2 separate regions of the Anas platyrhynchos genome follow, and region 2 is linked to region 1. A link is a contact called in public Hi-C data. All regions are on one chromosome and are shown on one strand. The core of a region is the stretch at or near the end of the contact, and the rest is flanking DNA. Distances in the headings are between cores, read along the strand shown. Region 1 overlaps DLGAP1 (DLG associated protein 1). Region 2 overlaps LOC113842832 (myosin regulatory light polypeptide 9).

The links. Hi-C and Micro-C count contacts between places; a contact is called where the count stands out from the background.
Region 2: a Hi-C map of subcutaneous adipose tissue shows a contact between it and region 1, with 5 times the contacts expected there. The contact joins two enhancer-like sites. A contact is called at or near these places in 5 of 8 Hi-C or Micro-C datasets (F1 follicle, liver, skeletal muscle and 1 more).

What each region holds. Positions count from the first base shown.
Region 1 is chr2:52,666,747-52,671,891 of IASCAAS_PekinDuck_T2T, reverse strand. The region is part of intron 6 of DLGAP1 (DLG associated protein 1); the gene reads right to left. The region is part of intron 2 of LOC106015381 (a long non-coding RNA gene); the gene reads left to right. Among named protein-coding and RNA genes, the nearest start is that of TGIF1, 92 kb to the left of the region's middle. Within about 2 kb of position 2,526, at least 3 of the 8 cell types and tissues checked have an H3K27ac peak or open chromatin away from gene starts, as enhancers often do. A contact at or near this core is called in F1 follicle and subcutaneous adipose tissue, where this site is marked.
Region 2 is chr2:52,795,320-52,800,950 of IASCAAS_PekinDuck_T2T, reverse strand. It overlaps LOC113842832 (myosin regulatory light polypeptide 9), which reads left to right. Exons shown (of 4, transcript XM_038173748.2): 4 at 2,419-3,355. The coding sequence ends at 2,591. Among named protein-coding and RNA genes, the nearest start is that of TGIF1, 37 kb to the right of the region's middle. Within about 2 kb of position 1,945, at least 2 of the 8 cell types and tissues checked have an H3K27ac peak or open chromatin away from gene starts, as enhancers often do. A contact at or near this core is called in F1 follicle and subcutaneous adipose tissue, where this site is marked.

The DNA.
Region 1 (5,145 bases), core at 1,277-3,776:
CAAAGCACAGCTGTTGGAGGGTTCTGCCAGCCAGATCAGGTACATGACTCACATCTCATCTTTCAAATTCAGGCTTTTCTACCTTTCCCTTGGCTATTTTTTTAAAAGCCAGATTCACAGCACAGCTCCAGAAAGCAGCTGTATCAGCAGAGCTGGAGGGAGCAGTAAGCTGTGAAATAGGGACACAGACACTGTATGACAGTACTGCTTCTGAATACAGCGTGCTGTCACTACAGCCTAACATTAGGTGCCTGTCTTTTCACTGGCTATGGAAACAGCTGAGGAAAATTTGCTTTCCTAAGGTGAAGTTGGCCTTCATATGTAACCCTTACTTCTCTTCATATTGTGGGTACTTTGAAATCTGTACACTGATTTATACCTTCACAATTAGGAGCAATGTATTACCTTCTAGCTAGGGAATCAGGCCTGAATTCACAGCAATACTGATATTTAAATACCTTTACATAAGCAAACCTACTTAAACATTTGGTCTGTGTAGGACTTTCTGTGAAGTTTACCAGGCACCTATGCACATCATCAATTACCTATATACATTTCTCCTGTACATTTATGTTGGTATAATTAAGATGAGGATTTGTTTCTACTTCTCTTAGGGTTCTTTTTACCTATTGGAAGAAAAAGATTTACTGCCTGATAATTTGTGTATGCTTCTGCTTTAATGAATCAAAAATTAAATACCAACCTCTAATAACAACCAGATCTTTTAAAAAGATCTCTACTGTGTCAACAACCTGAATGTATTAAGCATCTTCTCTGTTCACCATTATAACAATGCCAAGATCCTCTTTTTATGATGGTAAGCTCTGGAAAGCTGACGCACCTGAAAAAGGAATAGGCTGGTCTTTGTTGCAGCTTACACACCTACACACCTGCAATAAGAATGTTAAAAAAAAAAAAAAAAAAAAAAAGCGCTTTGTTGCAGAATCCTTAAGGGTGGCAGCACAGTAAAAGTCAGGGGTATATAATTTAACATCGGGCTCTGCCTGGATTTACTCTGCTTTTTCTAAATGAAGTAAATAAGTAAATGTCTTATCAAAGATGATTTTTACAGCATACCCTTTTCAGAACCGAACTTTGAAGTCTTTGCTGCTGAAAAGACAGCTGGATTGTGTAATGAGATGCTCTTTCCTTCATAATCTACAGGTGAAACAGTGTACTGGCTGTGGAAAGTTAAGCATCTTGTAAATAAGAGAAACTAAGAGCAGTCAGTGCAGAAGCACTAATTTCATGTGGGGAAAAAGCAGTGAGTGAGTCTTAGTTTTAGTCCATTGTCTTGGAATTTCAGCTGCAAACTGCAAAAGCTTCCCATCTGCCCCAGTATTATGTAAAGTATAATGGAGTTGAGTCAGTTTGCTTGCTTAAATGTTTTTCTAAAAAATACTGGCACAGATTCACCTTGGGGCTGCCCGTGTATTTTCTTTCAATCAGTTACTGAAAACTGAGGGGTTACAAGAGCCTCTATATGAAGAGCACAGGGGACTGACTTTTCCTGGTGTGCGCCATCTGAGGCTTTGTGGGTTTCTGGCTTTCAGCAGGCACAGAGTCAAAATACAGGTCTAGCTGCTGAAAGGGCAGAGGCACAGCCATAGTGTGCTACAGGTGAAGCTCAGGGCAAGCTGACAACACTTGGAGGCTCACAGAGCAGTTATGTATTGGCACTGTGCCTTTTGGGTCAAGACCATGTGGTGCACTGAAGTAAGGATCCTTTGCAGTCACGGGACAAAGTTACAGAAGCAGAACAGTGGTGTGCCTCAGCTGTTTGAGATCTAGCTGCAGGATTGAGACCTGTGATCTAGTGTTGCAGAGAACAGTCCTGCAACTTTTTCTTATCTTTTTTTTTTTTCTTGGTAGAAATATATAAGAGGCTTGATAGAAGTATATAGGGTCCTCATATATAAAGTCCCCAAAACCTTAAAATTCCAATGAGTATCCCACTGGTTTCTTTCCCACCTATATACCCATATTTGCTTCCACAGAAAACTGGGACACCTGCGGAGATGGTTGCATCCTGGTCCTGTTCCAGCATGCAGCACTCCTTGGGACCAGGACTCTGAGAGTCCATTGACCTGACCACCATAGACACTGGTACGGGGTATGGGATAGGGCAAGTGTGGATGAACCAAGAGAAAAGACTTATTTAATAAATATTTGAAAATGGTTATTTCTTATTTCCTGCTCATCTGGCTCTGAACACTGACCTGTTTTGTATTACAAATGTACCTTGAAAAGTTATTAGACTGTAGGTGGACGCTGTGTAGCAATTCCTTGGTACAAAGCACCAGTACACTGGAGTCAACACTGAAGAAAGGTGAAGAATGCAAACTCTTTCAAACGTCACTAGAATGAATAGCTTCACCATCTGCATTTTTCTAAAGCCGTATCATCTGAGCCTTTTCACTCGGTTAGAAAACAGTCACGCTATTTAAAAGCACCGTATCCCGAGGCGTCCCTTTCACAGATCTGTAGTAGAACAATAACTCCCTCTGGTGTTTGCCTGCTATTGTTACTTCCTCAGGCACAGCACCAGGAAACCCTGCTAGATTATGTGTGTACCATAAATACTGTTTCCTTGGTATTGCACACTGTGGACAGGAAGGACAGTGCATGCATGTTGGGCAAACATCGCCCCAAGGGCCACTTACATTGCAGGTGAACATCACCTGGACACTGAGAAGTGGATTGCCAACCTTCGCTGCTGCTGAACGGCTTGCTCTGCCAAAGACTTATTAGCATGCTCCCTGCATTTATTTAATTACACTAACAGTAGGCTTACTGCAATGTGTCTGGATGCTTTATTTGATGACTACTGGAACTTACCGACACAGTCCCAAGAGAGTCGGGATACATACAGGGCTATGTCAAGTGGCTGGATGGTAGTTCAGAGTTAATGAATTGCTGTGCTCTGCTCTTGGGACAGAAAATGTGGAACTTCCATTCAGCTGCAAACTTATTTACAGGAATGCTGTCACAGCTTCAAGGCTCAAAGCTGTAACAAGTGAGTTACAAGCTATATCTGCAGGCAGAGGAAGCAAAATAAGATGCAAGAGAATTAAGCTCCTGTCCTTAGGGCTAGACCCTACCTATCCATTGCCATAGTAATGCTGATCATCGTTTTTTAATATAAAATTTACTAGAAAATATAATTTCTTAATGTTAAAAATATACCACACAATAATTTAAAAGTAAACATACAGTATTTTTTCCCCAAATTTTTGCCGTAATCAGTTGAGGAAAACAAATCTACAAGAGAAGATGAAGAAAAATAAATATTTGAAATATGGCTTTTGCCAAGGAGAGGAGGCTATTTTGCTGGGCTGCTTAATAAAAATTCCTTCCACAGAATCATGTAATTATTCAGCTGGATGTTCTCCCCAACCAAACGTAGGCTTTTTACATTTGACCTAAATTTCTGGAGGGATTTTTTTTTTTTTTTTCTTCAGCATATCACTGAACAGGAATCTGTAAGCTGATTATTGTTGTTGTTAATTCACTTCTGACTGCAAACATATCTTTGCGTATTTTAAACACTGGTATACAGAGCTGAAATCAGAAAAGTTAAGAGTCTCTCTCTTGAAAGCTCACACTAAATCCTGACTGTCTGGCACCCTGATCCTTGCTACAAATAACCCTGTGACAGAAGGCTCCCTGGCCTTGTATTATATCAAATGTGTAACCATACTACACCTTTGATGTAAAACAACTCCCCTTTAATGTGCTGTAATCTGTTATTCTCTTTGTCTCTCAGATAGTAATCCTCTTGCACATGGTAATCCTCAAAATCACATATGTTCTTTAAAGCTTTTATTTTGGAAATTACTCATATCCTTTTATTTATTTATTTATTTATTTATTTATTTATTTTCTCTCTCTCTTTTTTTTTTTTTTTTTTTTTTTTTTTTCTGGGCACTGCCAACTAAATACTACCCAAATGTCTTTCATCTATCTTGGACCTAGGCAGGTGGAATGTTTTTATGTTCCAAATTCACTATTTGGTTGGAACTGGGTCAACAAGATGAACAGACAGTTTCTAGTCATCTGGCAGAATGGTAGCATGCCTGCTTTTTGTTTGGCCAAAACAGATGTATAAAATTTCTGGGACAGTTAACAGGAAACAAGTGAAACAACATTTTCTATTTGGGTTGTAGAACAGAGGAATAGGGAAAAAAAAAAAAAAAAAAAGGATTTAGTTGTCTAGAATGATTTTAAAATATCTTCTTCTGGACTACTAAAACAGGATAGTAAAAGAAAAATTCTCACCTCAGCAGTAATAATCCAGACCCTTAGCACTGGAACTTGGACATTTACAAGCATGCTACCAGCTACTCAAAGTTTCATTGTTGTATGATGAAACGTTTTTAGATATTGCAACCTTAAGTCAGAGGTAGTAGAACACAATGACTTCATCAGAGCAGCATGTTTGTTTAAATGATCTAATCTTGAAAGTGGGTGATGACTATGATGTGAATATCATCAGGTCAAATATAAGATCTTATATGACATAAGCTACATTAATTGCAAGACATGATGAATATTTGCCTAAGTGTTCAAAAGACCTTTTTCTTTGGTTATAAATGTGCACTTTGCCATAAGCAATTTACAGCAAGCTGGATGGAGTTCTGAGGTATAGCTTCCAGTGATACAACAGCACAACCTGCTGATCACACCATCTCATCTTGCCTGTCCAAGCAAAGTCAGCCTGTGCTGCTTGCTCCCTGGAAGTCCAACCTCAGAAATTTCTCCAAATTTGCTTTTTACAGAGGCTGTACTGCCAGCAGGGCAGATTCTGGATGCAATGCAGAGGTCTAGGGACATTTTATTCCTTTTGCCCTTGCTTAGGGCTACAAAGAGGACAAGATGTGCATGGAGTGCATGAGGTCCATTTGTTTGTTCAGTCCCGAGCAGAGCAGGCTGAGGGGAGGCCTCATGGCGGCCTGCAGCTCCCTCACGAGGGGAGTGGAGGGGCAGGCGCTGAGCTCTGCTCTCTGGGGACAGCGACAGGACCCGAGGGAACGGCATGGAGCTGGGACAGGGCAGGGTCAGGCTGGAGGTTAGGAAAAGGGTCTGCACCCAGAGGGTGGTTGGGCACTGGGACAGGCTGCCCAGGGCAGTGGTCACAGCACTGAG
Region 2 (5,631 bases), core at 696-3,195, 130 kb before region 1:
ATAAGATTGATTTTTATCATCTTTAAACTCTCCATGATAAATGTTTTAGTTTAGTCCCAGGATAACTTGAAGGTAACGATTTCACAGTCCGTTTTATGTCTTGTGCCATCCTCAAGTTTTAACCAGGAACCATGTTAAGATATTTATGCTGTTTTATTGATTTTTGAATGATGATCATCAAACCGCACTTTAAAAAATGAAGCATAAGGTAGAACCCATGTTGTCTTTGCCTGTTATTCATCTTATGCTCAGATTTGAACTTTCTTTTCCTTTTTCCTTCTTTTCACTTAATAATCTCCATGTGTCTGTGTTACGGACCTGATTTTCTACTCGACATTAGTGTAGTTCTTGTGAAGGAAAATAATCCAAATCAGATCCTCTTGATGAGGATAAAGCAGTTGTACGTATTTTTACTTACTTTTCCTATATGGTCCATCTAGTTGGGTATATTACTTCAGCATTACTGTCACATAAACCAGTAGTACTATGAAATTAGTATAAAAGCTTATATCTGTCTTCTAAATCGGTGTAACTTTTGTCTGCTGTTTGATCCTGCGCTGTCATCTGTTTTGTGCTGCCTGCCAAAGGCTGCATCTTAAATTTTGCTTCATTAATTTATTACTCCCTGTCTACGTTGAAATTGTGTGTGAGATTGGTTTAGGGATAGTGGGTAGACTTTATGCTTTATAATCTGTGCTGCTAAAACTTTTAGCGTATGCGTCTGGCAACCCAGTTCAGTGCTTAAACACCTACCAACTCAGACAAAAGCGATTAAGTCCTCGAGGCTAAACTTGTACCACGAAAGGCCTTGCATTCTTTGAATACTAATCCTTATGTCATCTCTCATCACTATTTGGTCTCTGTAGCACTACAGAAGGAAAAAGCCTTCTGTATTTAGTTTGTTTTGTCTGTGTCATGTCCTGTTGTGTCACCCCCTCCCCCCTTTGCTCACACCTGCAAAGAGACAACTGCAAAATTTGACCCAATTAAGTAGGGCCTGGCTAATTGAACATTCCCCTCCTGATTTTAAATGATAACATTGCTGTTAGCCTTCTTCATTTGGGGTCATTAATCATGGACTTGTCTGCACTAGGATATGATGCTGTTTCAATTAGCATATGTTGTAACATGTGTTTGTTGTGTTTTTTGGTGTTTTTTTTTTTTTTTCCCCTTCCCTGCAGCATAGACCAACCCCAGGGTAATTTGTCATGCTCATTGACTGCCTTTTGGTTCCCTGATTTCCTTCTTGGCTTTCTCTCTAATGAACTCTGTTTGCTCAAGCTATACAGCTCTTTTCAAAGCAGAATTCTTTTTTTTGTAAAAATCACATCCTAACTAATTCTACATCAGTCACTGTTGGTGTCTACTTATGATTTCCAGCTGTTCTGCCCAGAAAAAAAATTTTGTTGGCAACATACTTCTACCTCCATTCTGTTGCTGGTATTTCTCCAACTCGAGTTCAGTAACAGCTTTCTTTCTCCAAGGAAGCAACTATTGTGCATGTAAAGGCATGATAGGTCTTACTTCAGCATTAAGCAGTTCCTGCATTCTCAGGTCTGTCTCTTTTGCACATTCCTTTTTTAATCTCTAAACTTTCCTGGAATTATTTGGCAGCTGGTGGTTCTGCCCACCTACTGAAATTGAATTGACAGAGCTTTCTTTGCAGTAATAAAATCATCAGCCTCTCCTTTTTATATCTTTGATAGTTTCCTCTAAAATCTGCTAACATTTTGTCATTTAAAAAAGAAAAAACAAAACACCTCGTTGTATATCCTACCTCTTTTGACTAGTTTTTCTGCCTCTACTTCTCCATGGTAAACATTCGTGCTCCTTCCTGAGTTAACTTGCTCTATCCTGTCTGAGAGTCTGATCTATTATAAAACTCTACCCCTGGATGCATGCCAGCAGTTCACTGCATCCACATAAACCCTCCAGCAACGGCGCTGTGCAGCGGTGAAAAGCCAACCAGTGGTTATTTAGTCCCCACAGGAAACTCGTTTATAGAGGATGCACACATGTATCTAATTAAGTCAAGAAAAATAGAATTCAATCAAGAGAAGTGCTTTCATAATGAAGGTTAGCAGTGACCATATTCGTAGCTCAGGATTGTGACTTTTGACTTTGAACTGCTGAAGATCCATGTAAGGAAATAGATATTATTAGATCACAGCAGATCAGGCCTTCTAAAAAAAATTTGTATGAAATGCATCAAAGTTCTCTCCCTCCCCTTTGCATTCAAAAAATTGCTTTACAATTTGTTTAAGGAAGTACTTCGGGCTTTTGGTGCAAATGCACATCCTACATGTTGTGTTAGGTGATTGCGTGTCTGTCGGCGGCCGTCGCACATTCATCCTGCTGCTTTTCAAGGCTTGCTAAGAAACAACTTCCTTTTGTGTTTCCCTATACCTCACCCTGTAGGGGTTATTCAAGAGGACTACCTCCGAGAGCTGCTGACGACAATGGGAGACAGGTTCACAGACGAGGAGGTAGATGAGCTCTACAGAGAGGCACCGATCGACAAGAAGGGGAATTTCAACTACATCGAGTTCACGCGCATCCTTAAACACGGAGCAAAAGACAAGGATGACTGAGCAAATCCCTGATACCTGCAGATAATGCTTTTTTCCTTTTCCTCTGGATCTGCTTGTTTTCCTCTTTTCTTTTTGGGACCTTTTGCATACATTTTAGTATTTCAGCTTTTGCCTCTGTGTACTCCGAGGCTGCTCAGGCACACCTGCACCTTTGCAGTAAGACTGGAAATGGGCAGGGAGAAAGGAAAGCTTAGAGTGGCAGAGGCTTAGGAACAGGGATCAGTGATTTGGGAGGCACAGATAAAAATGTCAGTGTTACTCATCCTAGCTAGATTTTTGCAGTTTATGATAATTTTTTTTTCAAACAAGACACTGCTATGTTAAGTATGGCATTAAACATTTTCATGCCAGAAGTGGACTGTTTATCTAATCATATCTGTAAATATTTTTGCAGCTGTATACAACCATGTTATCTATTTTTGCCTTAAAAATGAGTCATGAATCACTTAAGCATACTGATTTTGTACTTCAGTGACCGAGTACTTCAATTCTCAGTGACTGAGTACTTCACTTCCTACTGTGAGCATACATGATGAAGAAATTCCCATCCTTCAAATTTTAATCCATTGTAAATTAATGATTTTTGTCTTAGACTTGCACATTAACATGTTAAAATCCTATGGGTGTAATTGAGGAGATGTTTTACCATCTTAACTCCTCCATTTCTTGACACTGAGCACAATATTAATACTGCTTTTTAACCTTACATGGTTAATTCTAGTGCTTTCTTTAAAATAATAACAATAAAAGAAACCTGTGTATGAGCCAAGTGTTTGACTGATGCCTTTCACCAGATCTCAGCGCTAACAATACAGAATTCATCGTCTTTCATTGCAATCAGTTTTTTTTCTTTCTTCCTATCTTTTCTGAAAATACAGTGAGGATGGGGCTGGAGGAAGAAGGAAGGTGTGCTGCCTCTATGCTGTTTGTTTTCTATCTGAAAATACATTATTCTTGCCATCCAAATGAAGCTATATACAATATATTTTGAGAGCTTCTGCTGTCTATAGTGCTTCGGGTGTGTGAGGGGAGGGCATCCTTTTCTGTTCCATTTCTCATCATTATGTCCTCTAGTTACGTGGTATGAAACGTGTGACAGATCTGATACAACGTTTGCAGCATCTTCAGCATAATTTGAATACCTTTTGGTTCTGTTTTCCTTTTTTTTGGTGGAGAGAAATGGTGATCTGAGTTGTTTCCATCACTTTTAGGAATTACAATGCTCCCCCTTAGGAATTCAGGTTACAAAATCCAGAACTGGCTTTTGGCTAGGAGTGTTTTGCTCCTTCTGGGTAGGCTGCTTTCGTAAACTGCATCTCAATAGAGGCCGATGACTGTGTTAGAGATACGCAGTGCTTCATGAATAACCTACCAGCACTCTTGAGAAGGGCGATGCCATAAAAGCCATTCACCTTTTAGCTTATCCTGGGGGAAACCATGAATGTAAAAGGTTTGATGGAAATGCTGTTCCACAGCATATCTGATACATTAGGGCTTACCAAGGATATTTACTCGTCCAGTTCCAAACACAGTAAGTGCTGTTAGGAAATGTCTCTGGCATTATTAAGCCATACAAAAGTGTGTTTATGTACGTGTGTTCTTGCAGTAAATACTTCCTGAGCTAGTCAAAACTTTCAAACCAGCAGGAATTTTAAGTGGGATTAGATGGTACGGTGATTTAAATGATAGCTCTGCTAGTGCTCTTGGTCATGTTAAATGGTGGTACTCGGATCCGTAACACAAGGAGAAGGTTGTACAAACCATCACTCAGTTTAAAACTTTTTCTGTAGATAGTTTAAAAAGTAAGAATTACCATGGCCTTGACACAGGTTTGGGTGTAAAGGGGCATGTAAAATGCTATGATATGGGACCTTCTTGTCATTTTTAGGAAAGTAACTGTGTAAAACTTGCAAATGGGTGGGTTTATTTTCATCTAAAACAATTTATTATCACTCTATCATCTTTCAATCTCTCAACTATGACCTGGAAGTAGTGTGGTGTTCATCGTGGTACTGCATTAGGAAATGTGCCGTGTTCTGTCTGGGACAAATCCTGCTTTTTGGTATTTATTGATCTGTATGGAGATGAGAGTGCTGGGAATCCTCCTCCTCTGTGGATATGACAGAGGTACGCTCATTTTGCCAAATTTCTTAATTTTTAATGGCTCTTGCTGCCTGTCAGAAGCAGCTCTGGTGCATCTCCTCTGCCTTCACAAAAGAATGGGACCTGTCTGGACACATAAAGCACCGCAGGATGCTAACTGCAGGCCTATAAGGAAAAAAATATGGAAGACACCGAAAACAGGGGGGGAAAAGTGCTCAAAACGCTTTCAGAGATGCAAGAAGAAATCTAAATGCTTCAATAATAAATGTTCTCTTAGTTTCTGCTTTTTGTTTTTCTGAAAATATATATATATATATTTGGAAGAGGCAGATCTTATATAGAATATATATCATATATATATAGATGCTGATGTACCCCAGCCCAGCAGCTGGGAGCAGCCCCCTTCGCCCCAGGGATGCGGCCGGGATCCCTCCCGGACTCGGGGCGAGGAGCCGCAGCCATCGGCAGGTGGCAGTGCAGCCCCAGCTCCGGTTTGGCTGAAGGGCAGACGGCTCCCGATGCGAGCGTGGGGTTTTTATCTCTTGGGATTTTGTTTGTTGAGTCCCGAAGAGCTCGTTTGATGCAGCGTGCGGAGGAAAAATAGCGTCGGTTCCCACAGAAGCTAGCGCAGCCAGGACTAATGCTGCTGGGCTTTTTCATGTTACAGCTTTTGTAGGCGCTGAATTTCGGCTCTTTCATCAAATTCATTCATTACAAAGATGAGCGAAATGAGATGTTGTCAAGCCGTTGTTGTATGTACAAACACACACGTGGTGTATGCTTGAAGAAGATTGCTTTTCGTGTGTAGTTAGGGTCGCCTTTCGTAACTAAACCCAGGCACATTGCTTGGTTGAGCATCTCAGCAAGTGCCCGTGCTGTTTTGCAAGATTAGCTTTACCCCAAATTCAATTTTCTTTGCGTGCATAATATTGTTTAC